Regions from separate parts of the Mus musculus genome. Here all the other regions are linked to region 1. The links are chromatin contacts, called in public HiChIP or PLAC-seq and promoter capture Hi-C maps. All regions are on one chromosome and are shown on one strand. The core of a region is the stretch at or near the end of the contact, and the rest is flanking DNA. Distances in the headings are between cores, read along the strand shown.

The links. Promoter capture Hi-C pulls out the DNA fragments that hold promoters and counts their contacts. HiChIP or PLAC-seq counts read pairs in DNA pulled down with a chosen protein or histone mark.
Region 2: a contact with region 1 is called in a promoter capture Hi-C map of embryonic stem cells, with 4 times the contacts expected there. The contact joins the promoter of Tcim here to the promoter of Sfrp1 in region 1. A contact is called at or near these places in 15 of 39 promoter capture datasets (the 3T3-L1 cell line, the C10 cell line, the HPC-7 cell line and 9 more), 6 of 115 datasets of contacts at active chromatin or transcription factors (astrocytes, differentiating embryonic stem cells, embryonic forebrain and 2 more) and 1 of 9 other capture datasets (embryonic stem cells).
Region 3: a promoter capture Hi-C map of hippocampal neurons shows a contact between it and region 1, with 4 times the contacts expected there. The contact joins the promoter of Ido1 here to the promoter of Sfrp1 in region 1. A contact is called at or near these places in 8 of 39 promoter capture datasets (the 3T3-L1 cell line, embryonic stem cells, frontonasal cranial neural crest and 3 more), 1 of 115 datasets of contacts at active chromatin or transcription factors (astrocytes) and 1 of 9 other capture datasets (liver).
Region 4: an H3K4me3 HiChIP or PLAC-seq map of forebrain shows a contact between it and region 1, with 19 times the contacts expected there. The contact joins the enhancer-like site here to the promoter of Sfrp1 in region 1. A contact is called at or near these places in 1 of 39 promoter capture datasets (hippocampal neurons), 1 of 15 datasets of contacts at CTCF or cohesin (pro-B cells), 2 of 484 Hi-C or Micro-C datasets (cortical neurons and embryonic fibroblasts) and 4 of 115 datasets of contacts at active chromatin or transcription factors (astrocytes, embryonic forebrain, forebrain and 1 more).
Region 5: an H3K4me3 HiChIP or PLAC-seq map of stem cell-derived neural progenitor cells shows a contact between it and region 1, with 7 times the contacts expected there. The contact joins the promoter of 9130214F15Rik here to the promoter of Sfrp1 in region 1. A contact is called at or near these places in 2 of 39 promoter capture datasets (hippocampal neurons and liver) and 1 of 115 datasets of contacts at active chromatin or transcription factors (stem cell-derived neural progenitor cells).
Region 6: a contact with region 1 is called in an H3K4me3 HiChIP or PLAC-seq map of embryonic midbrain, with 8 times the contacts expected there. The contact joins the promoter of Adam9 here to the promoter of Sfrp1 in region 1. A contact is called at or near these places in 1 of 39 promoter capture datasets (neural stem cells) and 3 of 115 datasets of contacts at active chromatin or transcription factors (astrocytes, embryonic midbrain and embryonic stem cells).

What each region holds. Positions count from the first base shown.
Region 1 is chr8:23,408,521-23,413,141 of GRCm38.p6, forward strand. It overlaps Sfrp1 (secreted frizzled-related protein 1), which reads left to right and starts at 2,982. Exons shown (of 3, transcript NM_013834.3): 1 at 2,982-3,808. The coding sequence starts at 3,265.
Region 2 is chr8:24,435,973-24,440,522 of GRCm38.p6, forward strand. Tcim (transcriptional and immune response regulator) reads right to left here and starts at 2,974. Exons shown (of 1, transcript NM_026931.3): 1 at 1,200-2,974. The coding sequence starts at 2,924. The coding sequence ends at 2,604.
Region 3 is chr8:24,595,691-24,600,289 of GRCm38.p6, forward strand. It overlaps Ido1 (indoleamine 2,3-dioxygenase 1), which reads right to left and starts at 1,262. Exons shown (of 10, transcript NM_008324.2): 1 at 1,151-1,262. The coding sequence starts at 1,249. It overlaps Gm51565 (a long non-coding RNA gene), which reads left to right. Exons shown (of 2, transcript XR_003947523.1): 1 at 1-330; 2 at 953-1,754.
Region 4 is chr8:24,522,636-24,527,514 of GRCm38.p6, forward strand. No RefSeq gene overlaps it. Among named protein-coding and RNA genes, the nearest start is that of 9130214F15Rik, 22 kb to the left of the region's middle. Within about 2 kb of position 2,551, at least 35 of the 459 cell types and tissues checked have an H3K27ac peak or open chromatin away from gene starts, as enhancers often do. A contact at or near this core is called in cortical neurons and forebrain, where this site is marked.
Region 5 is chr8:24,500,175-24,504,860 of GRCm38.p6, forward strand. 9130214F15Rik (a long non-coding RNA gene) reads left to right here and starts at 2,901. Exons shown (of 4, transcript XR_378815.4): 1 at 2,901-3,016.
Region 6 is chr8:25,015,504-25,019,976 of GRCm38.p6, forward strand. It overlaps Adam9 (a disintegrin and metallopeptidase domain 9 (meltrin gamma)), which reads right to left and starts at 1,419. Exons shown (of 22, transcript NM_001270996.1): 1 at 1,182-1,419. The coding sequence starts at 1,278. Tm2d2 (TM2 domain containing 2) reads left to right here and starts at 1,708. Exons shown (of 4, transcript NM_027194.3): 1 at 1,708-2,089; 2 at 2,563-2,650. The coding sequence starts at 1,866.

The sequences.
Region 1 (4,621 bases), core at 1,732-4,231:
TGGAAGTGTACCTCATATCATCCTGGATAGTGATAATTCAATATTTTTTTGGGGGGGAGCAGGGTTTCACTGTGTAGTCCTGGCTGGCCTCAACCTTATAGGGATCTGTCTGTCTTTGCTTTCTGTGTTCTGGTGCCACTAGGCAGACTGAGTGTTCACACCCTGTGCTTTATAAGTAGCAGAGCGGCTGGTCACAAGCAGCTGAATGAACATGTATAGTTTTGTATGGCAACAGGCTATTGTCCAGAGATACGGGGTGTGCATGTTGGGGGCATGACTGAGGCCATATAATATGTTTCCCAACTTAAAGGCTCACATTTCCAGAGAGGATAAAAGTTAATGGAATGGAAGATGAGCCACAGCCCAGGGAGCACCCTCCTCTCCTAGTTTTAAGTTCTCTGTGTGGAAGGCACTGGGAGGCTTCTCCGTGATCCCGATCTCCTGTCAACTTCAAGACCAGTGGATGTCCCCTTAAGCCGTGGTGAAGCAATGGAAAAGTCCTTTCCAATTTTCATGTATGGGCACCTCACTGTGTGGGAAAACCCAGAGCTTTCCCAAGGTGAGAAATGAAAGGCAGGGTACAAAGCTATACTCTGTTCCTGCTCACCTAAACTGTTAGGGCTGGAAGAAGCCAGGGCATTCTCCTGGTCCACAGTTCCGAAACTCTGAAGCCAAGGCTTCTGGGAGCGGCTCTAGGACAACAGCATTTTAAACACCCTTTGTTCTAGAATTTTCTCCCGGGCATATACTATCAGAGAAGGGGAGATTAGAGTTTAAAGTATGAGAGATCTGCTGACCTGAAAACTAGGGAGTAGGCGCAGACTGCCTTGGCTGACACTGTGCTGTAGTGTGGTCTACAGGGACATTCTCCATCTCAATGCGATGGACATCCATCAGTGGGATCAAGACTCAGAGGCCTCCCTTCCCAGCTGGACCTTAGGAGTCAGAAATACACAACTACTAACATTCCTTACCCAACATGATAGCTGTGCCCATAGCTTAGCCCCAGAGGGCAAAGCATAGTTGTGACCACGGGGGGGGGGGGGGGACGACGACGACGACTACGACATCTAAGTCAACAATGCTGACTGGACATAGGTTAGTTCTTCCTAGAATGGATTGATGAAGACCTCCAAAGCCACCAGAGGTGGATTCACTTGCACTCATTCCCAGCAGGGTAACAGAGGATAGACCCACATCCTTCTATTTGGGAGAACTGTACACAGGTGAGTGAGGGGTGAGTGGGTTAAATCTTGAGACTACGTTAAAGTAGAGGGCAAAGGCTGTTTATCTACCAACATGAATATTTCCAGTGAAGACGCGAACTTGGAAAGAATTTGAACTCAGAAAGAGGATCTGGTCTGGGGAGAGTACCAGGACCCTCTAGCAAGCAGTTCCAGCCCTGACTGCCACTGAATTGAGACACAGTTGCCTAGTCTCCTGCCCTCTGTGCTGGCTGAAGAATGTGATTCCTTAGCTCCTCGGGGAGGAGAGCACTGCGGGCTGTTTCTTGATTAACCCTTGGCCATCCACAGTCTTGCTCCGCATGGACTTTCTCCCTTACCCAAATGTGCCTGTTTGGTTTGGGCATCTTTCATCAGCCTAGGAAGGACAGGCATGTTGACCGCCTGCTGCAGCTGCTTCCCGCAGTAGAGTCACAGCATCAGCGTGTGTATGATTGCTTTAAGAAGGGATCCCCGCATCTTTGCAAGTTCCGGAGCTTTTACTCGGAAAGGAGAAATTGGGTCTATTGAGTGGAAAGCAAGACTCCCCAGAGCTTTATAAACCAGCCGCCTGGGCCAGCGGCATCTCCCACTGTGTTGGGCTTTGCAACTAGGAGTGGCGACCCATTTGCCACCCAGTACCGCAACACACTGCATCCTCTGCTGCCCCTCCACCCACTATGAAGAACACAGAATGAGGTGATCCAGAGAACTTCTCCGGCTGCTTGTGCGGTCTCCTCTCTACTCTAGATCCCACCCCTAGCTCTCTGAATGTAAGGGGAGTATTTGGAACACTCAAGCAATTCCCAGGAAGTGAGTAGTGGGTGTGTGTGGTCAGGGGTGGGGGAGGCTAGAGGACGACTTAGTTATTCTTTCTTGCCTGGCTTCTGCCTTATGCGGGAGGGGGTGACACACCTTTGGTTTTTGACCTCTGAATTAGCATGTGTATCTTGAGTTGGTATCCACCCACCCAGTACTGCTGGTATTTTTAGTGCTTTGGCTTTCTAATCCACAAACGCGTCTGTGTGTGTGTGTGTGTGTGTGTGTGTGTGTGTGTGTAAGTTTGTGCACATATGTGTTGTCTGCAGAGCTGAGACTTGAGTAGGGTCTTAAAAACATCGTTTAAAAACGTCAACTGTCCTTGGGAGCTAATACCCACATGATCAGTGCTCTTCTCCGCAGTGAGCCCCTTTCCCGTTCTACCTTCGGTCACCTGGAACACAGCCACAAACACCACCTTCTCTTAGTCTTTGCAAAAGCCCAGACTCCCCGGGAATTTAAAAGAGCTCCCTAAATTCAGCCTGCCCATCCGAGCAGCTGGGAAGCAGCTAAGATTAAAACCGTGGAGCGAAGGGCTGCTGGTCTGTTGCGTTGTTCCTTGGAACTAGGAAAAGAAGTAGAAAAAAGTCTTCACAACTGCATCAATTTGCAAGTATTATGAAGAGTCCTTTTTTTTTTTTTTAAACAAACCGACTCACTCTAATTACAGCGTCCAACTCCGACTCCACCCACCCCGCACTTCTAACTACTCTCTCCCTTTTGCTTTTGCCTCCTTCGAAAGTACTTGCTTAGTTTTTGGTTTTGCTTTTTAAGGGGTGTTGACCTGGGTCTAGTTCTAGTAAACCGATCCTTCTGGCCGGCGCGGCGATTGGTTAACTGCGCGGCTGACTGACGCGGTGTGGAGAGCGGCTCCCGGCAGCGCGGAGCTGATTGGCTGCGCGCGGGGAGATCCAGGGCTCGGCCACCCGCACACCGCGCATTCGAGCTGCAGCGTCGCAAGTAGGTGCAGCAGCCCGCAGCCCGCCGCGCCTCTGCGAGCCGGGACAGCACTCGGCCCCGCGCGCTCCCCGCCCCGCGCCAGCCCCGCCGCGGCGACCTGCTGCAGCGGAGGACCCCATCGATCGGAGACCCGGGGAGCAGCGCGCAGCCGCCGAGCCGGACGGGGCCCGGCACTGCGCCTTTGTCCCCGGAGGCTCCGGGAAGTTTGCAGCGGGACGCGCGCGTGAAGGCAGCGTGGGCAGCCCCGACGTCGCCGAGCAACATGGGCGTCGGGCGCAGCGCGCGGGGTCGCGGCGGGGCCGCCTCGGGAGTGCTGCTGGCGTTGGCCGCCGCTCTGCTGGCCGCGGGTTCGGCCAGCGAGTACGACTACGTGAGCTTCCAGTCCGACATCGGCTCGTATCAGAGCGGGCGCTTCTACACCAAGCCCCCGCAGTGCGTGGACATCCCGGTGGACCTGAGGCTGTGCCACAACGTGGGCTACAAGAAGATGGTGCTGCCCAACCTGCTGGAGCACGAGACCATGGCAGAGGTGAAGCAGCAGGCCAGCAGCTGGGTGCCGCTGCTCAACAAGAACTGCCACATGGGCACCCAGGTCTTCCTCTGTTCGCTCTTCGCGCCCGTCTGTCTGGACCGGCCCATCTACCCGTGTCGCTGGCTCTGCGAGGCCGTGCGCGACTCGTGCGAGCCGGTCATGCAGTTCTTCGGCTTCTACTGGCCCGAGATGCTCAAATGTGACAAGTTCCCCGAGGGCGACGTCTGCATCGCCATGACCCCGCCCAATACCACGGAAGCCTCTAAGCCCCAAGGTAAGGGTATGCCTTCCCACGCCCGCGAACCCCCGCGCCCATCCGCACTGGCCCAGGGCTGTAGAGGGGGAAAGCTCAGGAGCCGCGCACCGCAACCCGCAAGGTGTGCAGACCCGATCCCTAAAGCTTCTGGGAGGCCCAGGCATCGCTTGGCGCTTCTCCCGCTCCAGGTACTCCCTGATGGCTGGTGAGCCTCGGCCGTGGGGGGGGGGGGGTTGGGGGGGGCGAGGGGAGACCTGGAGCTGCTCTTCCTAAGCTCCAGTCTGGCGTTTTCCATACCTGAAAGAAAGCAAAGCTTAGGTTTTAAATAAAAGGACGTCTATCTCTTCAGAGAGAGTGCGGTGTCCTGTTCCAAAACTGTTAACATCCGAGACAGACACTGCTCCCTTGGAAAACCACTCGCTCAAACTACAACAACAAACAAACAACCCCAAACGTAAGACGGAGGGATTTATTTTCATAAGTTTGTAATTTTTTTCTCTAAAAACAAAACCATCAACAAGAAATCCTCTTTGCTCAGCTTATCTTCCAGTCGTGTTGCAGATCTGGAAGAGGAAAGAAGTTTAGAAAGCGCAACTTCTCTTTCTTCCCCTCTAAATTCAGGCAGCAACCTTGAGTTTAGCAAACCAAGGGGGATGCAAAAACCTCTGGTGCCCCAGCCTTGCTTACCCCCTGCTTCTCTCCTTCACACAAATCCTTGGGTAATTAGAAAGATAAAAATGTAATTAGCTCATTGTTTATCTCCTCCTGGAAGGGTGAGGACCTGCAAATTGGGTGCTGCAAATACTGAACCCTGGGGGGCCCGAATTTCTC
Region 2 (4,550 bases), core at 1,724-4,223, 1.0 Mb after region 1:
GAGCATATTCTGGCCAAGTGACTATCCCCGCTGAAGGCTGCCTCTGTGGTTCTTAACCTCTTTTGGTACCATCTGAAAATCTGATGAAGAGTATGAATAATCCTCCTAGATAATGCTCATAGGCATTTTTCACACAAACACACACATACACATATCACAACACTCACATATACACACAAACACACACCACACACACATACATATGCACACACTCACATATACATTACATGTACACACAGTCCCAAACACATCACAACACATACATACATACATACATACTTATCACATACATTTACACACATATGCACACACACATCACACACACACATTCACAAACACATCACAACATTTACACACATACATATCACAACACTCACACACATGACATACACTCACACACATATGCACACATTCATATACACATCACACACACTCACAAGCACATCACAACATTCACACACACTCACACACGGATGCACACATACTTGCATACACATCACACACACACGCACACACACGCAAACACACACACACTTGTAGAATAATTCTCCCTCCCCCCCTTTTTTTATTTCCAGGGACTGAAACTCAGGATCTTGTATATATGGTCAGTGATCTAATGCTGACCTATAAGCCTAGATAAGGGTCCCATGGATCAATGTGTAATGACCTTCAACAACTCAATAATTATTGACAGAATACAGATGTTTAACTATGTTCTTTTCTTTTTATAATTTTTGTATTTAAAATTCTGGCTTATTGGGATGTGAAGTATATAACTTAATTAATTTGAAAAATAAAATAAAAATCTGGCTTAACCCTCCTGAAAGGTTCCATATAGCTCATTTGTTTTGATATAGCATATTCAGCATTTAAAAGAGAAAACTTGGAGCCAGGCGGTGGTGGCACACGCCTTTAATCCCAGCACTTGGGAGGCAGAGGCAGGTGGATTTCTGAGTTTGAGGCCAGCCTGGTCTACAAAGTGAGTTCCAGGACAGCCAGGGCTACACAGAGAAACCCTGTCAAAACAAACAAACAAACAAACAAACAAAAATAAAATAAAAAACAAAACAAAAATCCAAACCAAAAAAACAAACAAACAACAACAACAAAAAAGAAAAACTTAAAAGAGAAAACTTGGTAGCTTTGCTGAATTTCTGGAAACTTTTTTTTGCCTTTCTATTAAGAAAGCACAGTGGGCATTGGCTTATGCCTTTTTAGAAATGCTTTATTATAAATTATACTGGAATAAGGAGAGAGATATTAATGTTATAATGACCCACAGAAACTTCATCATAATTCACTCGAACTTCAAAACATACCGTTTAGGAAGAAATAAATGGGTATGTATCTGCTGTAGTGACAGAGGAGAAATTTCACGAAAAATGAAGATAGATTATGGATATATAAAAGCAATATTGCCAAATTACTCTGTGGGAAACTCTATGCCATGAAGTTTAAAATGGGGGCGGGGAGAAGGCTCTGTAGACACTTGGCGCTGTAACTTGTTTTGGAAAAGTTTGGCAATCAGCATAAAGCTACTCTGGAAGATTTAGAGTCAACCCCTAGAAAAGTTTACAATGATCAAAATTTACCATCCTATATTTTTCCCTTGGGGACGGATCACCACAGAGCAAAGAGAAGCTAAGTTGATAATAATTTATTAGGGCTATGTATCACTTACAATGCATAATAAATAATTTTAAAAAACCCACAGCATCCTTCTAAAATCCCCCATATTCATTTCCTAATGCTTACTACAGTGTCTGGAGGACATTTAATTAGATTAGATTTTAGCATTAGTCAGAGAGTTTTAAAAAGCACATTCGAAAGTTGTTCACAGTCCTTCGGATTTATGAAGGGCCCCATTATTTCAGCTTTGTGCAAACCATTTTGAAGTGTGTACAAATCCTGTAGAAACATAGCCCATGCTGTGGGGTTTTACTGGGCTGGGCCAGGCATCCAGTTCTTTGACTTTAACAGCAGGGGGTGCACTGTCTTAGCCATTGTATTCAATGCAAGCAGACAATTACTGATCTCTAAAAATCTTGACCAATAAACAGCACGGAGATTTAGCCACATTTTTAAACATTCAGATTTAAAAAAAAAAACACACAAAACTTCAGTAAACCACTTATGCTTCATATTCCTTCTCTTCCCTCCCTCCCCACTTCAATATTTAAAAAAAGAAAAAAGGAAGAAAAGAAAAAAGAAAACAAAATAATAAACCGAACAACAAGAACAAAAACCAAGTTAGGTTTGAGTTTAGTCTTAGGGCCTTGCCAACGGCCCTGGGTGCGTGCACTCAGTCCCCACAAACGCAGTGTTCTGGTCAGTGCCTCCATCCTCTCAGGCTATGTCCTTTCCTGCTGTGAGAGTTCTCAACGCCTGCTGAAGGCACTTGGCTCCCAGTGGGACAGCTCAGGGCTGCAATGAGTTGCAAGTCTGTGTAGCTGGTGAGTTATGTATGTCCCTTTCCATCCTCGGGGTCCTGTCGGAGGAAGCTCTCAAGCCTTTTCGCGGGACACTGCCCGTGCCAGAGCTGGCAGGCTCACTGGGTCTTTAAAGGTCCATTGGTGGATACGCTCTTGCCCAGCCTGCTGTGCTCAGTGTACCTTGATGGAATATTTCCGCAGTTTGAGAAACTGAAGAAGCTTGTCTTTTGTCCTCTTCTTCAGGGCCATGAGGGCTCGAGTTTTCTCCTCCAAATCTTGGTCGATGGCAAAAATGATCTTGGCCCGCTCCTCTGCCTTCTTGTCTCCGGAGTTCCTGAAGAGCCTCTGCAGGGACTCCTGGTCTATGTTCTCAAAGATGTTGCCCACAGCTTTCTTGCGAGCGGCTGTGTCGAAGTGGTAGCCGTGGATGGACGGGCTTACTCGAAGAGACGAGGACATGCTGGTGGCTTGATGGCTTGGCTTGGCTTTCATCGATGTGGGTCTTCCACGGCTCAGCTTGGGCACTTCCAGGGGAGTCTGTTGTAAAAATCGTCCCAGGACGGCTATTTAAAGGGTGAACAAAGCTCGGGACTCAAATTACACTGGTGACGTCACATTGATCCCAGGGAGGAAAAAACCACAGAACATTAACAGTTGCCTTGCCAAAGATCTGGCTCCGGATGCTAGAATGCATTTCAAAGCTTGTTTAGAGATAGCTGGCTACAAGCTTGCCTCTTTACACCTCAGACGGCATTGTGCCTTACAAACTGGCTCTTCCTTCCAGAAGCCGAAATCAGGAGAGAGAGAGAAAAGAAAAGGCTCCAAATCTTTGCCTACGATTGAAACAAGGAGTTCTGCCAAGCTCAACAGAGTTTCAATTAGTACAAAAGTTTTAAAGTGTGGGCCAGACCCTGGCAGCCTAGGTCTGTGTGCCTTTTGCCTGTCCCTATCAGGGTGAGGGTGAGGAAGTCAGAAGAAAAAAAAAAATGCTTGGGAGGACAGGAAGTCTGACTCTGGAGCTAAAGTTTACTGACATGGCTCAGCCCGAAAGCACAAATCTCAAACTGTACCTGAGTGCTGTATGTAATTTCTGCTGGGAACTGCAATTTAAACAGTAATAGCGGCAGATGGTAGCTCCCCAGCTTGTGTAAGTATTGACAGCAACAACTATTCAAAAGCAAGGAGCAAAGGTTAATGGTGGTGCTGTGGGTACTTAATGCCCACAAGGAATGAGCTGATCTTTTGTTTTGAGGGCTACTTTGGAGTCACTCAGCATTATCAGAATGCTGCTATCTTCATTACACGCTTTTAATCTATTACTTTTGCTATCCACAAGACTCAGATACGTACAGCTGTTCTATGCTAAATGTCACCTTCCTCTGACCTAGAGATTCCTCTTTATGATTCAAATCTCTACTCTCCTTTCTGGTCCTCCAAGAAACTAGAATGGACTTTTAATGTTATTTCACTTATAGTCAAGAAAATCACACACCTATAACCCCATCTGTCTTAGAAGGCTGAGGCAGGCTAGCAAGCTGCAGGACAGACTGAACTACACAGGAATGAATGCCCTGTCTCAGAATTAAATTAAATGAATAAAATAGAAATAAAATCATTTATTTTACCTTAATAAAGTTTATGTCTCACTAGGAGAAAGGAGTGAGACATTTTTGCATATGTCAAAACCTTTTGCATTTTTCAAAACCTTTTGTTTTGAAGGCTACTTTGGAATCACTCAGCATAATCAGAATGATGCTATCTTCAACTTTTAATTTATTACTTGAAGATATGACTATTATGTGAAATTACAGTGTCTTCCTATTACCTGAAAGAAATGTTCACTGTGGATAAGTATGCGCCAGAGTTGCTCAAGCACATAACGGGCAGGGAACTTCTACAAAATCCCAGGAGATGTCCAAGCCAGAGGGCCCCAGCTCAACTGTCACCCTCATCACCGACGACTGTAGTGGCCGTCACCCAGGAGATACAGATAGCTCAGGGGAGGGGCAAGTTAGTTGGGAGACCTTCAATATGAGCTGGTAAGATCCTAGCTGTTCTAGCAATGGGGGGTCTAGTGCACTTGTGAGCATCTGTGGTGTTGGCTGAGATCATCTTCTT
Region 3 (4,599 bases), core at 12-2,511, 1.2 Mb after region 1:
AACTGTAGTCCCGCCCCAAGCAGCAAGCCACTGGATTGGATGGGAGCTGCGCAGGATGCTCCTCGTGAGCACTGCGGGGTGCATGCTTCAGATCGCTCCCGGCTGGGCGAGCTGATACAGGCTCGCTGCTACCCTTAATTCTGCAGTGTACCCGTGCCTCGCCTTCCCGGGAACTGCCTTGGTTTTCCATATCTGATCCCAGTCTCTAGCCCACTGCCCCTAGATCTGTGCCTTCCTGGCTCCATGGCTCTTTGCGTCTGGGTCCTAGAGTCACCCGAGCTCAAAACGTGCGACTGACTACTTACTCTGTTCGGGTCTTAGTGAGACTAGGTGAGCATGGGGCACCTCTAAACGAGTATTTTGCTTCTTTGCTATTTTCCGTAAGTGTTGATAATGAAGATGTGAATGATAAATTGGTATGCGTGGCGTTTTTGCAGTCCAATTTAATGACATAATTTTTGTTTGTTCAGTGCGTTCTCAGCTTTTGTTTTATTTAAGACTGTCTGGCCTTGAATTTGAGGCTATGCCCCTGCCTCTGACTCCTGGGTGATGGAACTATAGTTGTTTCCCACTGTACCTGGTTGAGACACGAGGCATTTCCCCCACATGCACCGCACTTGGATTCCAAAACTTGCACAAAAGCACAATCAAGGTTGTTCATACCTTCCTTTGGATTATGCTTGGCAAACCACAAGCATTATTAGTATGAAACAAAAGTTGCTTGATCTATCATCTCATATACTGAAATCAGTGAGGAGCACAGATCGATCCATTTGATAAGGTTCAGAAGAGAAATGTTTCTATGGCTCTGGGCATTTGAATGTTGCTGTTTCAGGACACCGTGCTGGAAAAGTCATTGTGACAAACTGGCTTCCCTTCTATGAGCCCGTTTCCTTCACGAAACTAAAAAGACTTCTCATGTGCCCCTTCCCTCACCACTTCACATTTCCAGGTTAAGAAAGTAAGGGCTGGATTTTGAGGAAGAAGAAGAAGAAGAAACACTGAAGAGCAGCCAGGCTCCCTTTTTGTAAGTGGGCTCTGAATTTGACATCACTCATTCGCTTAAGAGAACCTGAGACAGAGCTGCTTACTTAGAAATTCATCTGTCGAGATAAATAATGAGGACAAAGCAGATTTTCACTTTTCTTACCAGTGGATGTGGTAGAGCAAAGCCCACATCTTCATCTATGTGGTGGTCTTCAAGGATCCTTCTAGAACCTTCTGTAGGAGATATTTTACTGAGTGCCATTGCTGTCTACTCCACTGACCCCCCACTTGGCCACTGAAGGAATGTCCCAGCATCTCTTATAGGGTTTAGCCAAACCCCACAGCTGACACGTAATACTCGGGGAGAAGTGGCTTCCACCTGGGACAGTTTCATTTTCTGTTTTATGTATTTGCAATTTGATAAACAACCAAACCACAAAGGATCTCTCTTCGTCATATGAAGAAACTAAACATTTGTGTTTCTTATCAGATTTATCCCATAAGGACATCAACTGTTGGCTCTGATGGCCTCAGCTTCCCAGTGCCAATTATGGTGACCGAGTGCACACTCAGGCCTCGGCCCTGGAAACCACCCCATCAGTGGTTTGGGTGGCCACCTGTTACCCCAGCAGGAGGATTGGGTGTTCAAGCCACAAAGTGCCCAACTCACATGACAAGAACCATGAGGACAGGTGACCAGGAGAATGCATTTTGCTTTAGAAAACGTTCAGAGTTTGGGTTTAAAATAAAGACAGCCGAACTAGCAATAGCTGTCCGTTATTGGCTTTCACACGAGGGAACTTATGTCCTGTTTTAAATGTCAGTGTTTTGTCTCTCCAGCTCTGAAACACAACCTGGGACACACAGGAGAGTCAGCCTCAGAAGTAGCACAGAGGGGGATCATCACCAGACCCTTCCCCCTAGTTTTCTTCCCTAGGTTCTTGTCTGTGCTAAGGCTAATGGAGGGTTCACTTCTTCACATGATTTGTAAGCCATATCTTGGAAGGTGGTCCACCTTTCCTACTCTATCTGGCTGCCAGGGACCGACTCCTGACAAGCTCTCAGCCCTGCCCACCTGGAGATTCTCTAATGTGTTCAAAAGTAAAGAGCAGCGTCAAATAACTAAAAACATTCCTTGCAATACAAAATTGAGACTCTGGTAAAGGTGTACAGAGAACTCCTAAGTTTATGTCCACTTTGATGAAATGGATTTTGGGTTTGTTGTTGTTTTGTTTTGTATGGGTTTTTAATTAATTAATTAATTAATTAATTAATTTTAAGAAAGTGCCTCGCCAATTTGTAAAACACATGAAACTGAAGAAGAACGAAGACCAAAGTGTGGACACTTTGCCCCTTCTTAGAATTGGAAACAATCACCCATAAAAGGAGTTACAGAGACAAAGTTTGGAGGTGAGACAAAAGGATGGACCATCTAGAGACTGCCATATCCAGGGATCCATCCCATAATTAGTCTCCAAACGATGACACCATTGCATACACTAGCAAGCATTTGCTGAAAGGACCCTGATATAGCTGTCTCTTGTGAGACTAGGCCGGGGCCTAGCAAACACATAAGTGGATGCTCACAGTCAGCTATTGGATGGATCACAGGGCTCCCAATGGATGAGCTAGAGAAAGTATCCAAGGAGCTAAAGAGATCTGCAACCCTGTAGGTGCAACAACATTATGAACTAACCAGTACCCCGGAGCTCTTGACTTTAGCTGCATATGTATCAAAAGATGGCCTAGTCAGCCATCACTGGAAAGAGAGGCCCATTGGACAGGCAAACTTTATATGCCCCAGTACAGGGGAACGCCAGGGCCAAAAAGTGGTAATGGGTGGGTAGGGGAGTGGGGGGGAGGGTGTGGGGGACTGTTGGGATAGCATTGGAAATGTAATTGAGGAAAATACGTAATAAAATATATATATTTTTATATATATATAAAAGAAAGTGTCTCGCTCTGTAGAGCCATGACTTGTTCTTGTGAAATACCGAACCAAACCAGAAACCACATCATCCCTTTTGATGACCAGAAAGGGTTAAAAAAATCGTATAGCACATTAAAAGACAATGTGCAGGCTTATCAAACAGACCATTAGCTCTTGAAGCAAATTAATGAACCATGGCTCTGGAACAGGTCTAGAGCAGCTCTGACATTGTTAGTTTATGATGGCTTTTCTTTGAACAGTCAGGTTTCCAAGAATATGTGCTCCTTATAAAAAACAATGGCAGGGAAAATCGAAACCAAAAATAACCCAGCAGAGAGGGTGCAATGAGTCAAGCCTTTGTAAACTGAGTGACAGATGGGGCTGATTGATTTGGAACCAAGTGAAAAGTGGGGCCGTAAAGTTTTATTGTATCCTCAAAGGATGACATAGGGCAAGGCATGTACATGGGGTCCTGTCTTTTCTACTAGAAAGCAAAGATTCTAACACAACAAAGACAAGTGAAAAATGTGCTCTTTCTAAACACGGGAAAGAAGTTCTAGAAGATTCTGACTTGGGTAAAATCTCAGGAGCAGCTCCAAAGAGCCATGTTCGTAAAGCCAGTTGCAGCCTGCTTACCCAGGTGCCTCCAGACCACCTATGATGTCACACATACATGCTTTAGATACTTCGTCCTGTTTTACGTCACATCCTCCAAGACCTGCCCCTTTTCGTACATCTGAAACTACAGTCTTCCTATCCTGTCTTCTTGGTTTCTGAAACTACGTTGTTCTCAGCGCTTTGCCTGCTGAGTGTTGCTGATACCTGGTTCCTGGAGAACATCTCAATCCCGTGCTCTCGTACACGGTCCCCTTCTTGCTCTTGACCTCTTCCCCGTGACCTCATCGTGAGCTAGAAAGCTTTCTCTGTCTTGCACAGCTCAGGGCCCTGCCCTGGCAACAGTAGTGACCACAGTCAAAAATGGATCTTCCCACATCAATTAACACAGTCAAAGCAATCCTTTACACTACAGTGCCCTTCCGAGGCTGACCTTAACCTAGATAATCCCTTGGGAGTGTGCTTGGAAGCTTGGCTCCTAGGTGACTCCAGACTCTGTCCAGTTGGCAGTTAGGAGGGGAGTGAGTTTAGAAACTAATGTAATTTTTGGCAGAATGTCTGGTATCCCCCAGGCTTTTACCACCAAGCTCAGAAACCTTGGGAAACAGCACAGTGATAAAGCATCCACCTTAGAGGGGGAGAAATTCTACTCATAATTAGTTATGAGCCAAACTGTGTTAGATTTTAGCAGTTCTAAAGATTTTGTGACAACACGAACAACACATATCCTGGTAGAAACCAAGACAGATATCATTTTTCCCTTCCAATCTTTCCTCTTAAAAAAAAATAGTCAAGCCGACTTTGGCAGGAAATGCTTATAATTGCAACACTTGGGAGACTGAGGCAGGAGGGTGGCAAATTCGAGGATAACCTGAATTACACTGTAAGACTGTTTCAAAAGAAAATTTGGAAAAAAAAAGTTAATTCATTTCTTCGCTGCTGTTTTTCTTAGTTCTTTCATTAAACCTGGAAAGACCAGCAATTGTTCTGCATGGTCTGTAACTTCGAGGCAGCAGGCTGCTTACAAAGTGTTCAAACACAACCCCTGACCTGCTACCATGGGTCAC
Region 4 (4,879 bases), core at 1,301-3,800, 1.1 Mb after region 1:
GAGAGAGAAGCAGGCTGCTATTCTGGGACTGTTTTCATTCCACAAAAACAGATGCTGTTCCAAAAGAGGAGAGGCCACCAGCCTGGGAGCTCAGAAGCCCCAGGACCAGGACCTTAGAGGTGGATGCTAGGCTTGTACTGCCCAGTTTAGCCAGTCATGATGGGCACCAAGACTCTCTCTGTCTTCACGCAAAGAAGTCGCTCCTGTGCCAGTGGCATCGAGACTCCACCTCTGGAAGCCTTGTGCTGGTCCTCAGGCTCCGTGGTATCAGAAGGGTTGCTTTGGTATGCTCTACATTTTGCCAGTGCTGAGAATGGAAGTGGGGTCCCCATGGCTGAGCTGTACCCCAGAGTCTGCAGTTCTTATACCCAAGCAGATGATTTGGGTTAGATTCTAAAAGTAGAAGGGTTGGGATAGAGAGAGATGGCTCTGTCGGGAGAGCACCCGTCTCACCAAGAGAGAAGCCAAGTTCAGATCCCAGCACCACGTGATAGGCCAGGCGTCCTGGTGCAGCTGGTGCAATGCTGCACCTGGGAATGGGGCACCTGGTTATAAGGTGACGGGGGCAGGGGAGGCTGGAGGGTAGAGGTGTATCCCCAGAGTACATGGCCAGCCAGCCTAGCAGAACTATGTTCCATGAGAGACCCTGTCTCAAAAATGAAAGTGGAAAGTAATTGAAGAAGACACTCAAGGAAAACCTAGCCTTCACACTCACATGAACATACACACACACACACACACACACACACGCACAGGCACATGCACAGGTATGCATGCACACGCACACACACACGCACGCACGCACGCACGCACGCACACACGCACGCACGCACACATACACCTATACCACAAAATAAATGTAAATAAACAGGTATGATGGGATACACTTGTAAAGCTGGTACCAGAAAGGCAGGAACAGCAGAAATCACTGGCTGGCCTGCCTGGCCTAATTGCTGAGCTCCAGATGAGACCCTGCTGAAAGAAAGAAAGAAAGAAAGAAAGAAAGAGAGAGAGAGAGAGAGAGAGAGAGAGAGAGAGAGAGAGAAAGAGAGAGAGAGAAAGAAAGGTGGACGATCCTCAGGAGTGATGTCTGAGACTGGCCTCTGGCCTCCACAAGCACCTACGGGAGAGCACACTCACTGGCATGCATGCGCCCCCACATACACTCACATACATAATTGATATAATCTGGAACATGACATAGGGTGGAACAGCCTTCCGGGGTGGCCAGGGCAGAAATTAGTGTCAGAAAAACACTGAGAGAGAGACTGAGAGAGAGAGAGAGAGAGAGAGAGAGAGAGAGAGAGAGAAGGCAATCAGCTCTGCCTTCCCAGACCGTAGGATCCCAGACTGCAGCCTTTCTTGCTGACAGCCTTGGGAGTGTGGAAACACAGGGCCTTCTCCACTCTATAATGCCTTATGATTAAGAAGGAAGCTTTCCTTCCAGGCCCTTAACAGTGAGTAACAATCCCTAGCAACCATAACAACACAGCAACCAGTTACACTACACTCTGCACACATAAGCTGATAGGGGTTTGTGACAGACAGCGTATCCTGCTGTGTCTCCATCCTGACGGCCTGAAGCTGCTCCCCTGCTCCCCACACTCCCAGGGCTCCAACTATGTTCAGCGGAGGAACCGGGACTCAGAGCGTGGTGGGTGTCACAGACAGGGAGGCTGGTGTGAATGTGTCCAGTGGGCTTTACACGGTCCACCTGCAGACACGAATCTGAAGTCGACTTTGGCCCTGTGGCAGTACGGCGGCAACAGTGTGTAGTCTGGACAAGCTATTTTACTGGTTTCCTCACACACACACACACACACACACACACACACACACACACACACACACATGTGCACGTGCAGTTTATATTCTTTTATGTGTACTTGGTATTTTATGAGAAGGTTGGGCTTTGTGGTAATGAACAATCAGGGAGACCAATTGATTGTTGCCCTGATCAATTGATTATTGCCTTGATCAATCAATGCTTTGGACCCATCCTGAGCTGCAGTGGGGTTCAGGACACTCTTAGGGGGAAAGGCTTGGCACACACTGAGTTTTCCATAGTAGGAGGGCACATGTCCCACCAAGGGAAACACGGCTGGGATAAGGGAAAGCAAGAGAAAGATACTTCATTTCCATGGTGCTATCTGCCTTTTTTTCTCCTGTATTTTTTAAGACAGAACCCCAACTAATTGCTCTCTAAGCCTGGCAGCCATGTGGCTTCTCCCGTGTACCTGACCTTCCGTGTGATCTCCCCAAAGCTTGCTCCTGTTGCTGAATTCCTAATTTGTCTCCATTTAAGCTTCCTGGACAGATAACACTGATCGTGGAGACAAGGAGAGCGTCTCTCCTGTTAAAATAAATCTATCAGGGTTTTCCTTTATCATATCTATTGTACATCATTATCATTATTAACTTCAGCTTTTACAAATAAACTGCCGTTTGCTCTTGAGCCCAGAGAGAGCCATCTGTGCTGATTTAATGTGGTTCTGGCTGAAGGCATCACCTGGGGTGAAATAACTTCTCAAGGTCTTCCCAGGGCCCCTGTGGAGAAAAGAAAGACTTCCAAAAATATGCATATTTCCGCCTGAGACAAGCAAACACAGAATCCGCGCCTTTGAGCGTGCCGTAAAGATTTGTAGGTTGCTACTGCCCTCTTGTGGTCAATAGCCAGATCTGCAAGCAAAAACTAAGCAATCAAAAGCCATTAGGGTTAGAGTTGGGGTCAGAGTGCAAAGGGATGTTGGCATATAAATTCTGCACAGTTACAAAGCAGCAGCATAGAAAATTATTCCAGTAAGTCATATGACATCCACCATGACCCAAGTCCACATTTAAATCAAAATTCTCAGATCATATACTGGGAGTTGAGCTCAGTCAGTCTTCCTAGGACTCAGAGATGAGCAGGAGACACAGATGCGGTCCGCCCCTGCCTCAGTGTCCTCTGCACTCATCTCTATTCTGTTGCATGCAGGGGCTGCCCCATTGACCCTGCCCCCACGCTCGCTGGATCAGTACCAACTGCACAGTCAGAAAAGAACCCAGGAAGTGGACTCTAAACCCCAGGAGCTTGACACCAGTCTAGCTAAGAATTCCAATCTCCCACACTCCAGAGCACAATCTAGACACTGCTGGCTGTGGGGTAACCTGGGCTCCCCAGACAATCAGGGTGTCCGAGCCAGCTTGTTGGGTCTTTCTTTTGTCGGTAGGCTAATGCCCTAAGTTTTTTCCCAGCAAAGGGTTAAAGAAAGAGTCTACAGGCTCAAACTGTGGGTTAAAAGTGACTAGTGAATATTATATATATTATCCACATGCATGGATCCTTGTCACCCTTTGCAGCCAAGCATTGGTGTTGACAGCAGTGACTTGTGGTACCCAGCAGTGCCCCATGAATTGTCCCCAGAGGGAGATGACAACAGCCTGCCACTGCAGTGCATGACGATCCTGGCCTTTCCCTCTGTGCTGTGCTGAGACACAGTGAAGTTCATCGTTCACATTGTGACTGTGGTGATTTACATCTTTCTTTTTTTCCCTCTGTGTTTAAGTAACTGAAATGCCAGCAGGCACGTGTGGATGTATTTTATTTGTATGTTTGATTAGTCACACTATTAATGACTACTGTCTGTGTTAGTTGACAGATGAGACTTAAAAAAAAGTATTTGTATGAGAGAAATCATATCAATGGATGATAAAGTAACAAGTATGTATATAATTAATAAGTAATTTTGGAGTCATTTTGCTAGAAAAGGCTGTGTGCCTCGTTGGCTCTAAGGGAAAGTCTTTGGTGCAAGATTCCTGACACAATCAAAAGCTGTCCCCATCTCTAATGTTGGTTAGGCTTGGGGTCAGAGTGTACAGGGATGTTGGCATGTAAAGTCTACACACACTTCACAGTTACAAAGCAGGGTAGCCCAGAGAGAGGATTCCAGCCCAGGGGGAAGAGAGGTGACACGGGCTCTAAACAAGCTACCTCACAGAGCACATATTACCCGCAGGTACCTGTCTGTAAGAGGGATAAAGCCATGTGAGCGACTAAAGGTAACGTGGAATAGGGTTGGCGTGCTGGCTCTGCAGCTGCCACGAAAGCCCACGGCCCCAAAGATTTGTGAGTTTATAAAGCAAATGACTTTGCAAAAAAAATTCATTTATTTTTTTTTTGATGATGCTTACACTCAAGAAAGCAGTTTTTAATGTTCCTAAGAAGCAGATGCTAAGCTGCAGGCACTAAGCAGCAATTGCTCTCAGAAAGCCGTAAAGCCCGACTTCTTTATTATCTTTACTGTTAAATGAGCAGAGCAAGAGACAAGCGTCTCCTCCATTAGCAAAGTAAATACAACATCTGTGCAGGGGTAGAGTCAGGACCGACCTCCTCCTCCTCCTCCTCCGCACAAGGCTCGGCACGGGGCTCGTTGTCTGGGAGCAATAATTGACTAGCAGGTACTGAGCGTTGTATCTCAGATCTAAAAATTGAGTCAGATCTGGACTATAATGTTGAAATCCTACCCCCTTTTTGTTTTTCCTTCTTCTTTCTTCCTTCTCCTTCCTCCCATGCTTCCTTGCTCTTTTCTTTCTCCCTCCCTCCCTCCCACCCCCTTTTCTTTCTGGAGGATCTTTAATTTAATACTTATTTGGAAAAAATGAATGACGATTGTCAAATGAACCGGAGAAGACTCCTTTGGGCCTCGATTTGGACTCTCTGCCTTCACTTCACACCGGGAAAGCTGAGAACGTTGTGTCCCTCTCAGAGGCCAGCCCAGGGGTCAAGGCAGACCAGCGCCGCTGAGCACCTTCGTGGCCCATAGGTTGACTGCTTTAATGGTTTTGTTGTTTGGCCATTAAAATCGTATTGAATCTTTACTGCTCTTCTTACAAATAA
Region 5 (4,686 bases), core at 1,651-4,150, 1.1 Mb after region 1:
TCCACCGTCATGTTAGACCCTGAGAACCTGCCTGGCTGAAAGCTAAAGTTTATCCTCTGACCAGAGACTCACCTCTCATCTTTCCCCACACTTTCGAACCTGTCAACCATCGTGTGACTCACTGTTCCTGTGAAATCAACTAGTTTAGTTCCCACAAATAACTGAGGGCATACGGAGTCTGTCCTTCTGTGCCCTTCTTATTTCTCCCATACAAGAAGCATTTACTGAGCCTAGCTCAACTAATAACCAAGAGCAGACAGTCAGGCGCTTTACAGTCATAGCCTCCCCAGCCTTTGCTTCCCAGGTCACTGTGAGCCACCCTTCCACACTGCCTTGGCTATACCAACTCATATTCCAAACAAGAACATTCAAGGATCAGCTCTTCTTCACAGCCTGACCAACACTTAGCACATCAATCACTGAGTGCTGTAACTGGTTACGGGGTAGGAACTAACTAAAAGAAGGAAGGCTGTGTTGCGGCTCACACGGTGAGAAGGGATGCAGTCCATGATGGCAGGGAAGGCACAGTGACTACAGTGTAAGACAACTGCTCATCCGCAGTCAGGAAGCAGAGAGGGATGAACGACAGTGCCCGTCTAGACTCATCTTTCCTCTTTCTATTTACCCAGAGTCCTCAGCCATTAGATGGTAGCACCTAGATCCAGAGTGGGTCTTCTCTCCTCCTGTGAAGCTCTTTGTAAACACCCTCATTGGCCTCCTCTAAGACATGACTCTTAGACCACTTCAAGTTCAGTCAAGTCGCTAGTGGAGCTTAAATGAATCACATTTGCTGTCTCGTGCCTTTGACAGAGAATTCACTGGAATGGACCAAGCTTTTGTGAAAAAGACTGAATCTGAAGATGCAGTGAAGATTTACGGTGCATTGGGGAAAACAGAAAGACGGTTAAGACTACAACCTAGAACAGCACTTAATGCACAAGGCCCTGGGTCCAATCCCCCAACCCCCTTCCCCAAATGAAAACTCATATAAGCCATGCTCCCCCTGCCACATCTCCCGATGACAACAACTTCCTGTGTCTTGACCAGTGGCTATGTATTCGTCACTTTCCATGTGCAGTACATTTATTTATATGTATGTCAGAGTAAGTGTCTTAGTCAGGGTTTCTGTTCCTGCACAAAGCATCATGATCAAGAAGCAAGTTGGGGAGGAAAGGGTTTATTCAGCTTACACTTCCATACTGCTGTTCATCACCAAAGGAAGTCAGGACTGGAACTCAAGCAGGGCAGGAAGCAGGAGCTGATGCAGAGGCCAAGGAGGGATGTTACTTACTGGCTCCTTCCCCTGGCTTGCTCAGCTTTCTCTTTTGTAGAACTCAAGACTGCCAGCCCAGAGATCACCCACAGGGGCCCTTCCACCCTTGATCACTAATTGAGAAAATGCCTTACAGCTGGATCTCACGGAGGCATTTCCTCAAGGGAGGCTCCTTTCTCTGTGATAACTCCATCTTGGGTCAAGTTGACACACAAAACCCAGTCAGTACTGTGAGAAGCATAGGTTTTGGATTTACCCCATAGCTGTCGTTAATTTCTGCATTATTTATTTCCATACGCAAGCTGTTGTTCTTTTGACCACTGTGATATCCTTTACCTGGCTTCTTTATCAGAGTAGCATGCATCTCTATGTCCCATGCCACCTCTAGCTCAGCCAGTCTGACCCTTAAGAATCTCTAAACAGTGTGACCTGGAGGTAGCGCTTGCTGGCCCCCTACCATAGTTTGTCCTTGAGACAAGTCCTGGAAAAGACTATCATTTCCTGATTCTGAGACTCCACCTCTTAGAGAGTGTGGAACACAACAAAACTGAATTAGTTTTGTTTTCTTTTTTTCAGGCCAAGGTCTTGCTCTATGTCATGCGTCTTCCATTAATTCTATTTCCAATAATAATAATAATAATAATAATAATAATAATACTGTTTTATGTACCGAACCCTTTTACATGTTAAGCAGTTGGTGTGTGATTGATTCATGAGCTTCTACTGTCCATGTCTGACAAGTGAGTGGGAGAGAGAAAGAGAGAGAGAGAAAGAGAAAGAGAGAGAGTCATAGCTTCTTCCTACCTCTAAAGGTGACTGAACGTTTGGTCTGTGGGTCACATGATTGGCTTTTAATGCAGAACAATCTGACACAACACTGACCCTTGATGTTTAATACTCTTTAGTCTCTAGATCATGGTGCAGAAGTCCCCACGCCATGCTACATGCCAAAGAGATGTAAAAAGGTTTAGCCCTCTATGATACAACCTGTGCACCCCTGATGCAAAAAGAAGTCAGGGCCTCCTGGGGAGGGGAGGTGACTGAACTTGCCTTTTGGTCCGAGTCTGAAGCTATGATCCCAGGAATTCCACCCCTAGAGGGGCTACACCTCATTTTAGACTCCTCCCCTTGTCCACTGGAAACTACTGAGGGAGACAGGTGACATTTACTGCCTCTGCTGACATGTGTCCCCGCTTGTGTACAGGAGCCTTGGTTTTAGGGCTTTTCAGAACCCATGTCACAGAATTTACCTGTCCTGAAACCAAAAACTCACCGGTGTGAAGAATCACAGAGCTGAGTCCCTCAGGGGCACTTCCCAAATGCAAGCATCTGGAAGAAGGGTACCACATCCCTGAGAGCTTTCTACATAGAGGAGAGACCAGCCACTCTCTAAGGACCTGTCAACTCCTGAATCGTTCTTGTCACCCATACCTGAAGGTGTGATTTTGATTTTTTTTTCCCGCCCCCAAGTTTGAAATCTGAACGGTCAAGTGGCCAAATGCCTTTGTTTTGAGAGGTGACTTCTCTGTGTGGTCCGATGCCCGCTCACCAGGCTTCTCCCCTCAGAGACTGAGAGGAATTGCACCGTCCCTCTGGGCAACCATCCTGGCTGGAGGGCTGGCTCTCCTTAGGTAATGCAGTTTGTGTTTTGTCAGTCAAGTTGGAGGACAAGTAGCAGCTGGGATCGCGCCTCACTCTGCAGAAGATGGAAGACGTGAGGAGGAATGCGCAGTTACATTTCCGGTAAAATAGAGAAGAGACTGCAGAGAGATGGGTAAGGGAGGGGGGTGGGGGTGGGAGCAGGAGGGGGAGGGGTGTTTGTTTAAGAAAGCTGAAGCTGAACACATGGAGCAGCCACAAAGGCAAGGATGGGAGATGATCTCACAGTTCAGTGGTCGGCCTCTGCCTCTGCATCCAAAGCCGAGAGGCTTGGGTAGTCTATGAGGCATTTTTTTTTTTTTTTTGAACTGTGCAGCCCTGAGATGAGGCCATGACCTCAGGTCACAGAGTCAGCCATTGCCTGTCGACAGGGCAATGCCATTCCCTTGGAGGCCCAAGTATTTCTAAATAGCATAGTAGTTGTCTAGAAAATGAACAGTCCCCATTTTTCACAGGGCTTAAGTTTTCATGTATTGCACATTACATTATTTTCATTTAGTTTGTTTTCTAAGTTTGTTTGTTTGTTTTAATTGCTGTTTTGCACAGGACCTCACTATGTAACCCAAGCCGGCTTTGAGCTCACTAGTCTTTTCATCTTTCTGCCCCAGTCTCCCAAGTGCTAAGAGTACTGGCGTTCTCCATCACACCCAGCCGGTGTAAATTACACTTAATCAACACATCCCAATTGTTTATATTCACGTGATTCAGTGTGGCATTTGCATACATGTTAGACAGTGTGCACTACTGAAGTCCAACCTCCTTTTAACCATCTCTCCCAATCTCTACTAACTACTGTGCTATATTTAGGCTGAGATTTTTTTTTAACTTCCGAATATGAGAGAGAACACGTTGATATTTGTCTCTCTGAAAGTGGCTAGCTTTTCTTAACGCGCCGGCGTCCTCTGGTCCCATCCATTTTGCATGGGAGTGACAAGATTTCATTCTTTGTGGCTGAATAAAACACCACCGTGTCCCTATAACATTTTCTTTATCCATCTGGGTGGGAGTGGGAGTCTTAATGCCAGAGCAATATACTCAGCAGATGCCTAAGATAGTACAGCTCACCGTATATATTTCTGCAGTTCTTCAAAATCCTTTAGAACTCTGCTTTGTCACTACCCGCTCTGGGTAGCTTTTCTTGTCCTGTGTCTAGATAATGGCCCCGTGTGTGTTTCTCGACAGCCCTGTCTTTCCTGTACGGCATTTGATAGACTTCATTAAACCGGCCTGCATGGCGATTGTTTGCTTATATTCCCCTCAAGAGTTGCTGCCACTTGCTGAAAAGGGGCTACGCCAGCTCTCCTATACAGCTTGGCACAAAGCCTGACTTAACTAAGGCATTTAATGACAGTGAATGGGTAAATAAAACAGTTCATAACAACACTTGGGCTTACGTAAATATCTGCACCTTCTTCATCGGCCTCCTAAAACCTCCGTGAAGGAGGCCGGGCAGCTCTTAAAGCTTTCAGCTGTGGACGTTCACATCTAGAAGCCTTAAGACCACACTGAGGCGAAGGGGTCTGGTGTGAGGCTGCCCGATGTCCGGTGTTCCTACTGCAGAATTACCTGCCTAGCCATTCTTCCTTCCTAAGTGACCTTTCCTATGTCTCTCTACATGTGGCTGTACCTGTTTCCTTCTGCTGACAGGGGATCCTCAGAGGTTCCTCAGAGCATTGTAGCAACCATCTTCGCGGCCATGGAAGTTTCCACATGGCTGAAATTTCTCACCCCTCCCCCCAAAGTCTACTTTACCC
Region 6 (4,473 bases), core at 169-2,668, 1.6 Mb after region 1:
CTCTCCTATATCTTAGTCCACATGGTCACCCTTTAGATCCTCCAAAAGCATCAGGAATGGGTTTCCTTCCTGATGAAGGCTGGATAGATTTCCAAAGCGAATACTCATGCCTATGTGAGCAGCTGGCCCATTGCAGCAGCAACTGAAGAACACAAGGATATTCCATTCATTTTTATGCCCATGTGTAACAACAAACATATACATGTACTAAAAATATAATCTGGTTTTTGCTGGCAAACACAAGAAGTTAGAGATTATTAAAATTTCAGTTCCTTTCATAGCGATATTGTTAACTAGAACAGCACGTTTCATCAGACACGTCCTGGAAGCATCCCATTGAAAATTTGTCAGTATTTATAAACTCCAGGAGGACGCTAACTTAATTAAAAAGGAGAAAGCCAAAGACAAGAAGCTGTAATTAGTTTCGTGAAGGTCAGCGGTCCTGAACTCAAATCTACACTCATCACCTTTGAAGGCAACAATTTTGTAAAGCCTTCTATTGTCCATAGTGTTCCCGGAGCTCAAAGAGATAACTAAGCCATGCAAACACTAATTTAATACAAAGGATGAAATAAATAACTTATTTCCAGGAAAAAAAGAACCTAGTGTGTTCCCATTCAGTTTCATCATCCACAATATAAATATCTTACATATTTACGGGAAGTTTCACAATTCAGATGTGCTGGCGAACAGTAATTTAATTCTTTCCGATAATCCCCTGGGTTAAACAGAGCAGAGATTCTTTGTCCAGATTTAGATAGATTGAACTACAGGCTCTAGAAACGTAGCGTTTCGTTGATTTTATTATTTTAAGTATCCTTACTAACAAAAAAAAAAAAAAAAAAAAAAAAAAAAACGGCCCAAGGAAAACCCGCCCTCTTCTCCATCGGGATCCCTGTGGACCTACTGCTGAGTCGTCCAAGACGGCGAACGTCAAACCCCAAATCCTGATAGACTGAAGCAAAAGTTCCATCTCCCAGCCCAGAGCTGGTGACAGCCACTCCACCCGCAAAGCACTCGCTGCAGCCCGGGAGTAGCGAGCGCACCGCCACAGTGCAGCCGGCCGCCGGCCACCGGGCTCCGGGTCAGCGCTGACAGGGGAGCCGGAGCCCAGGGTCCGCCTCGCAGCCCTCACCACCCAGCACTCACTCCCCACAGCACGGTTCCCGTCCGGCACCCACCTGGTCGCCCGGCCTCGAGGACTGGGCCCAGCAAGCCACACGCCAGCAGCCACCTTAGTCGCAGAGAGGCAAGGGGCGAGAGCGCGCGCGGCCCCATAGCGAGGGCTTCGGCAGGTTCCGCTCAACGCGCGGCCGCCGCCTCCGCCCCTTCGGTCATCCTTGCAACCCCGCGGGGGCCCCCGGGCTGGCGGGGCGCTCGCCCTCGGCGAGCACGCGCGCGGCACTGACGCAGCAACCCCCCCCCCCCCAAAAACCCCGCCCCTTTCCCGATCCCGCGGCCAGAGGCTGACGTAGGGAAAATACAGTCTGGCCAACCCACCGGCGGCCGCCGCCGCCGCCGCTCCAGTTCGCGCCCGGCTGTTCCGCCCCTCCGCCCGCTCAGCGGAGACTAGAGAAGGTAGGAGGGGCTGGAGGGCGGGGCTAAGGGAAGCTCCACCCTCCCTCCGCTCCGTGCAGCAGTGAAGGGTCTACTGGAGGGCGGAGCGAAGCCAGGCCACACCTTTCCCCTGGCCGTTTCTGATTGGCCGTAGTGGCAGGCGGAGCGTCGAGCTGCGCACGGGTTGGCTGTGGAACGGAGGGTTGCGTACCCGACGTAGAGAGAGGCCTGACAGCGCCGGGCTCCGGTGGGCCGTGGCGGCCTGGCTTTGTTTTTAGGCCAGGTCTCTAGGACCGGCCCCCGGGAAGATGGTGCTGGGCGGCTGCCCTGTGAGTTACCTATTGCTGTGCGGCCAGGCGGCCCTGCTATTGGGGAACCTGCTGCTGCTGCACTGTGTTTCTCGGAGCCACTCGTTTAATGCTACGGCCGAACTGGATCTCACACCCTCGGGCGCCGCTCACCTCGAGGGTCCCGCGGCCTCAAGCTGGGAATACAGCGACCCCAACTCGCCAGTCATCCTTTGCTCTTACCTGTAAGCTGCCGGGACGTGGCGGGCGGACCTAGAGGGGGATCGGGCCAGGGATAGCTGTTGGTTGTGGGAGCGGAAGGCTGCTTCCACCTCGGGGAGGTGATTCCGGGACTGGTGCCTCTCAATTGCCCTGCCACAGAAAGCAATTAAACTGTGTGTTAGTGGTAGATACTGGGAAGGAGTAATGTAGGCTACAGAACCCTTCCACTTCCTGCACCCTTTCTGCTGCCTTGGTTACAGGATGAGTTCAAGGCCAACCAGCCAGCCTGGGTAACTTGTCTCAAATTTAAAAAAAAAAGAAAGAAAGAAAATTCAAGGGCTGGAAATGTAGCTCAAAGGTAGATAGCACCTCTAGCGTATCCAGTTCCCAGTACAGAAGGAGGAACAGATATTAAAAGAGGAACGAAAATAGCATTGCGTGCGGACACAGAAGCAATCGGCAAAAGGCACTGATGAAAAATCTTACTGATTTGCAGACCCGACGAGTTCGTAGACTGTGATGCCCCAGTGGATCACGTTGGAAATGCAACTGCCTCCCAGGAGCTTGGTTATGGTTGTCTCAAGGTGAGGATTTTGTTCTTTGTACAGGCACCTTCGTGGGAAGCATGGCCGGGTGCTGTTAAAGAATTACAGAAGGGCATACAGACAGACTTGATTTTTTTTTTTTTTTTTTACAACTTCATCCGTATAACTGTCGCTGGAAACATGACAAAGGTTTTAACGGCTGAAGAGCACATTTGCTTTCCTCAGGAACCAACCATGCCTGTGCCCAAGCCACCCAAGTGCAAAGACCAACCTGTATTGCTTCCTTTGACTGTTGAAACTAACAAATTAAAGCCAAGACATCGACTGTACTTTCAAAGCAAGGCTTTTCTTAACAGAGCAGCAGCAACAACAGCAAAGCCATGCACTTTGTAAAGCTGGTGCTGAACTGGCCTTTCTTGGTTACACACGCACTTGGAGCAAGTTCCTCATGCAGGTGACAGCCGGCCTGCACCATATCCGTTGGAAGTAGCTAGAGTCTGTCAGTTATGATTTTATTTGAGGATAAAACATTCCAGAGAAGCCAGTAGTATAGCCTTAAAGTGAGTGCATCTAACTTGGTCTCTCAAAACCCAATGAAGTTTGGTTTGGTTTGGTTTGGTTTGGTTTGGTTTGAGTTTTGTTGTGCTGGTAGGTTGGTTGTTTGTCTGTCTGTCTGTGAAAAGGTCTCACTACAGCCCAAGCTAGCCTTAAAACCAGGTTCCTCTTGCTTGAGCCTTCTAGCGCTAAGATACAGGTCTGCATCACTGTGCCTAGCACTAAGATACAGGTCTGCATCACTGTGCCTAGCACTAAGATACAGGTCTGCATCACTGTGCCTAGCACTAAGATACAGGTCTGCATCACTGTGCCTAGCACTAAGATACAGGTCTGCATCACTGGGCCTAGCACTAAGATACAGGTCTGCATCACTGTGCCTAGCACTAAGATACAGGTCTGCATCACTGTGCCTAGCACTAAGATACAGGTCTGCATCACTGTGCCTAGCACTAAGATACAGGTCTGCATCACTGTGCCTAGCGCTAAGATACAGGTCTGCATCACTGTGCCTAGCGCTAAGATACAGGTCTGCATCACTGTGCCTAGCGCTAAGATACAGGTCTGCATCACTGTGCCTAGCACTAAGATACAGGTCTGCATCACTGTGCCTAGCACTAAGATACAGGTCTGCATCACTGTGCCTAGCACTAAGATACAGGTCTGCATCACTGTGCCTAGCACTAAGATACAGGTCTGCATCACTGTGCCTAGCACTAAGATACAGGTCTGCATCACTGTGCCTAGCACTAAGATACAGGTCTGTATCACTGTGCCTAGCACTAAGATACAGGTCTGCATCACTGTGCCTAGCACTAAGATACAGGTCTGCATCACTGGGCCCAGCTCATACTTAAGGAATTTATGTTACCACCTTAGCACTGTAGACTCGACACTATATTATAATGCAGGGTTGAGTTGTGAGAAAACATTTTTGCCACCTCAGACACAAACGAATAGGCTTTGTAACACCACAACCAAGAGGACAGCTCTTAAAGTAAAGAGATATTTTAAATACACTGAAATTTTGCCCTCTAGGTAATTGGTAAAAGTCTGACTGGCATTCCATAACGGTAACTTAGTTGTGACTATTTTAATTAAAAGCTGAATGTATCGACACAAGATTCAAACTCTGCCTCAGCCAGGGTCCTCAAGGACTGGTAACACTCAGAGGCTGTGAGAAATGAACACTCCTGTTCTCCAGTCTCACGCTGCTGAGACAAGGGAAACAGTGGGAAAGCAATGATAAGGTACGAGGGAGACTGAGTGGCTCTGCTTTCTCTGTTGGAAATGAATTAAGTAAAGGG